2 separate regions of the Hordeum vulgare genome follow, and region 2 is linked to region 1. The links are chromatin contacts, called in public Hi-C maps. All regions are on one chromosome and are shown on one strand. The core of a region is the stretch at or near the end of the contact, and the rest is flanking DNA. Distances in the headings are between cores, read along the strand shown.

Region 1 (2,700 bases), core at 125-2,624:
CGTCGCTCTGCCTCTGCCTCTGGGGTTTTCCAAATACAAAAATAAACAGAGAAAGAAAATAAAGCAAAGACAAATCTGTTGGGGTTCAAAACAAAACAAAAATGTCTCTGGTCATAAGAAATTATGACCTATTTGAATACAAAAGGATTATTTGGAGCAACTAAATATTTACAAAACAATATTATTGGATCTGTTTTGTAATTATTTGCACCATTAAAACACCTTTTCAAAACAGCAAAACCACATCTCATGTCCACCAAAAAGTAATGCTAACACACGGGCATTTTTAAAACAAGGATGGGATAAGAGAAACTTGACCTTGAGATAAATAAGAGGAAGAGGGTTTTGAAGCCGCAAACCACATAGTTACCTACTAGCAATTGCACCACTCCACTTATCAACACATACCACATCACATCACAACTCAAATCATCACACACCACAGATGATCACAAAGCAACAACACAAGGTCATGAAATGATAGTGATGCATGCATGCAAAGGAAGAACAATGCAAGGCGACACATGAAAACATAACACATAGAAGCTCTCATATCAATGACAAGTTGGACCCACATGGGGAAGGTTCCAAATAGGGAAAGATACACTCTCGGGGCATTACACTCCTCGTGCTCCTCCTTCACCGGGACGAAGGCGAACGACGCCGGCTCCTCCGGCTCGTCCTCGTCCTCCGACCACTCCCTCTTCACGGGGAGAAAGCCCGTGCCGGAGGACAAGGAGGATCTGGCGTAGGAAGATCTCGCGGAGGAGAAGGACGCGCCATAGCGGTCGTACTCCTCCGTCTCGCGGCGGTTGAAGCTCGCCGGCGACGACATCCCGCGGTTGGTCCACCTTCGGGCGCCGCGCTTCCTCGCGCTGTCCGCCCGGACGCGCCGCTCGCGCTCCGGGTCCCTTTCACGGCCGGATCTGCTACCGGAGCCGCGTCCGGAGCTCCACATTCGGCTCCACATGACGACTAGAGGCGGGGCGGGTGGTCGCCGGCGGCGAGAAATGTGGAGAGGGTAAAGGGGAATCGGGTGGCTCGCGGCGGCGGGGGGTTAGGGTTTGGACCCGCAAAATGATCGCGGAACCGCAGTTATACTGCTCGGGGTGTGCGGTTTGCGGGCTGCGGCAAAAACATTTACGGGCCGGACGAGTATGCAGGCTGTTCTGACTGAAAAATTAAGCCGAACCCGCATACTCGTTCAAATTTTTACGGACAGAACATTTTGCGGGGTGTGCTAGAGTTGCTCTTACCGAATAGGCCACAGGAAAAGCTAGGCCGAGGCCCAAACGCAACGTGATGGCTTCAGCGCTCATCGCCGGCCCAGAGTGGGGCCGCTAGACAGTGGTACAAATAGCTGGCACGAAAGGATTGGACGGTGGCTGAGGAGGACCGGCTACGGCCGTAGCTAGGAAGGGCTAGTGAATGGCGTGTGTGGTGTGACTTGTTCCTTTTCCTTCCTTTCCCATGAAATCGATCCCCTCTTTGTAATCGATTTGAGTTACTTATGCTATAAGAGTGAACAATAGATCTGGTATGAGAGCTACGAATCCTAGCGCCGTCGATTCCTCATCACAACCACGACACGCGTATTCATGCAGAATTTGTCGCCGTCGATCAAGGCCATCTACGAATTCCTTAAGGCCGACATCGCCGAGTCGCTGGACAACCGCCTTCAAGCGCCAAGATGAGGAGGTGTTGCAGTCCATGCGCACGATCACGAACGACATGTCGACCAGGTTCGACGAGCTCAAGATGTCGATCGGAGTGGATCTCGATGAGCTCCGCACCGGTATGGATTGAACGCCCTCTAAAAATTTCCGAGTCGCACCAGCGGGAAGCGACGAGACGGAGCAAGGAGCACGGTCCTTACGTTCCCCCACCTGCCAGAGGTATGCGCTCAGTTCTCAACCCTGTTGCACGTGCGCGGAGTACTGATAACTCTCAAGAAATTGCTGATCCGGTTTGATCATGGTCCACGCATTGATCTACCCCATTTTGATGGTACGAACCCGTGCCTCTCGCAATCACGCTGTGAGGATTATATTTCAAACACTCGCTGTGGATTCAGTTTGCGACCACTATGTTTGAAGGGGCCACAACTAGGCGGCTGGAAGCACTTCAACGTTGTGCTCCGAATGCAACGTGGGAGGAGTTTTGCAGGCCGTTGCAGAACCGTTTTTGGAAGGAACCAACACCAGGCACTGGTACGCAGACTGCACTCGATCTTGCAGAGTGGAGCGTAAGGATCGTGCTCCTAGCTCACTCCGTTCATTCAGGAATAGCACAGGACTTTCCTGACTCACTCTGGCAGCACTCATTCCTTACTTGATACTGATGTTGCTAATTCACTCCCTGGAGGTCTTCCTTGTTCTCCTCTTAAGGTTAAGGTGGCTAATAGAGCTATTATTATGACATGTTGCAGTTTCATTCCTGAATGCAATTTTTCTGCTCACGGGTTGAACTTTGTCCATTACATCAGGATTTTACCTCTTAATTGCTATGATGGGATACTTGGTCTTGACTGGCTTGCTCTGCACAGTCCTTCGAGAGTTGATTGGGAACAAAGATGGTTGACATTTACTTATGAAGGACAGTTTGTTACTCTTGAGGGTGTTGTTCCTCCAAAATTTTCTTATACAATTATTGAACTCTCACTGATTACTAATGAAATATGCCCTTATGCATCTTTTGATG
Region 2 (2,700 bases), core at 175-2,674, 390 kb after region 1:
TATTTATTCATAACTCAACTTAACAATATGATGTAGAGACTGTATGTGAATGTCGCTGACAGTGTATACCATGATGTACAATGACCAAGTTGTCGCAGGAGGGGAAGTATAAATCGGTTTGAGGATGAATTTCCTATTGTTGTAGCTAACTCTTGATTTCGCCGATGGCAACGACAACAATTGATATGGCAGTTTCAGCAGTGAAATATATGAAAGCAACAGAATGTGTAGTGATTTCCTGTACCATTGTTTTGTTAGTTATGTTGAAACCCATGTGTTCCCTTGTATTAGTACCCCTGCTAGTATAAATGCATATCAAGATATGCATGGTCTCAAATGAGTACTACCATAGATTTGTTTGCAATAAAGTTATTCCTTTCCCGTGTTTATTGTCTACAAAGTTTTCCATTAGGGAAGCTTGACACCATAGGGTTTGGATCATGACATTGTTGAAGCCAATGTATTGTTGCGAACAACCTGTTGTTAAATCGTTAGAAGGATAGTATTATTTCCAATCCATTAGGGTTCATGTTTTAGATGCCTGCATTTTCTTAGATTTATATCGGGTTATCCGGTGATGTGTGTTCGTAGATGCTTTCGTCGACTACAAAGATGTATGTGACAACTTCGTCAATCTCGACATGATGTGTCAGCTCGTGGTGTTCATAGGAAAGTATAGTGTGCGTGCATTATGAATGTATGAGCGATTGGGTATGCATTGCGTATTTCTTTTCTTAGGGAACAGCCAATTTATTTGGTCATGGCCAAAAAAATAATTTGAGGGTCACACAAAAATTGATAATATAACATTTTGGGCCGGATCCAAACACACCTTCACCCAAAGTATTGTATCGCCGAGTAATTTCACAGTCGTACGTTAGCTTGCCGATCCCCTATAATTTTGCTTTATCGAGCATCCGCTGCCGATCATATCGAAATTGATCAGATCAATTCCCGCAAGAAGATTTGATCCGATCAAAAGAGAGCCGCACAAAGTATCAAACATTGAGCACAAAGATGGAAGCACAACACTAGCTGGGTCCATACGTACACCATGACATGCCATCCGTTCATCATTGATCAACAGTGCCTGTTGCTAGCGCTTTCGAGTCTACTCAAATGGTTCTAGACACACATTTTGCCCATGCAAGATAGGTTTGGAGTGGATGCCTACGTAGCTAGATCCCCAACAACCAGTTCTTCTTGACAACAAAATGTTTTCTTCCGTCGATCATTTCAACCAGGAACGAATGTAGGCAGGAGGCAGCGGCGGAAAGCAGCTCGGCTCTTCTTCCCTGGGTCTAGAACCAAATGAAAGCCCAATAGAAACTTTCCGGGTGGAAATAAATCACCGGACCTGACACTATCACCTGGCATGCATCCATACAGCCGCATGTACACGTGCATAGCCCCCGGTGGGCTCCCGGTTAGGCTGCGCAATCATTTGAGTGCTGCTCGTTGACAACGACGCTGTGCCGCAGCAGCTCCAAGCTTTTGGCCTGTAACTTTCCCGAGGCTTTGGCATCCAGCTCTTTTATTGAGTGGTTGCTCCATTGCCAAATCTTTGTCACAACAGTTGCACTTAGGCATGGCATGCCCACCTAGTGCCTAGCAACTGTAATAGATTCCTAATCTTTTGGTCTCCAGCCTCTGCCCACCTAGCGCCTAGCATGTCTGTTGATCAGATTTAATTTGATCTCGTTAGTTGTCACATTGGTGCTTTTCATCGCGGTGGGAGTGTGGGTCGCGACTTACTCGAAATGGAGGGGCAGCGTCGAGTCCCTGGGTCGGAGATAACTGGATAAGTCGTTCGTATGGTGCTGGCTTGCGTGTCACGATGGAAGGAGATTAGGCTGGTGTTGCTTTCAGGTCATCGGTTGCTGCCTGGTCGCTGGCGTCGAAAGGTCACGAGTAGTTGCTTCAGGTGGGCATTCTAAATTTTCTAACTACGCTCGTTTTCTTCAGGTGGGCATTCCCGGAGAACAGAAGCAATTCCCGGAAAATGGTCTGTTGCAAGCCTAAGTCACAAGCAAGTCTGACTCCATCACGAATCGCTAGCGCCTCCATGATCAGTGCACTAGCAGCTCGACCATACTAGATTGCTTGGTCCCTTAACATGATACCTTCATGACTCCGCAAGATCAGACCGGTTGCACCTTTACTTGTGTCCGAGAAGCTGGCATCTACCTTCATCTGAAGACAACCATCAGCCGGAGCCTGCTGCTTGGTTACAACCATTGCTGCTCGCCCTCCCATCGACCGCCTCATGGTGGAATGACCTATTGCAATGCCGGCAGTCCATTTAACAGAGTTTCGAGTCCGATCGAATGCTCCCTTAGTGATTCGTTGCATTCCTTTCAGATCATACTGCCCCTTCCTCCGCCTAGTGTGGCCGACCCCGTGCGGCTGACGTCGGGCCGCACCGGACGACCACAACCGACGTCCCTCTCGATCGACCGCGCCTCCCTCTTCGTCCCCTGTCGCCGGCGGACCTCCTCTGACCTTCGGGATCTGAGGCGACGGCCTTATCTTGGTCCTTTGCGGCGATGATGGCGGGCAGCTGCAGCCGGGAAGCGTCGGGAGACCTGCTGCATTCGGCAGGGAAGGCATGAGGTGGCAGCATGGGCTCGATCCTGACAAAGGCGGGCTGCTACCATCACGAACTGCTTTCTATCATCGGCTACGGTGACGGTTCGCGAT

What was found. A called contact is a pair of places that touch in the nucleus more often than the background predicts.
Region 2: a Hi-C map of leaf shows a contact between it and region 1, with 9 times the contacts expected there. The contact joins two enhancer-like sites. A contact is called at or near these places in 2 of 6 Hi-C or Micro-C datasets (leaf and seedling).

The regions. Positions count from the first base shown.
Region 1 is chr1H:453,932,492-453,935,191 of MorexV3_pseudomolecules_assembly, forward strand. No RefSeq gene overlaps it. Among protein-coding and RNA genes, the nearest start is that of LOC123444706, 17 kb to the left of the region's middle. Within about 2 kb of position 1,375, at least 2 of the 3 cell types and tissues checked have open chromatin away from gene starts, as enhancers often do. A contact at or near this core is called in leaf, where this site is marked.
Region 2 is chr1H:454,320,872-454,323,571 of MorexV3_pseudomolecules_assembly, forward strand. No RefSeq gene overlaps it. Among protein-coding and RNA genes, the nearest start is that of LOC123414036, 140 kb to the left of the region's middle. Within about 2 kb of position 1,425, at least 2 of the 3 cell types and tissues checked have open chromatin away from gene starts, as enhancers often do. A contact at or near this core is called in leaf, where this site is marked.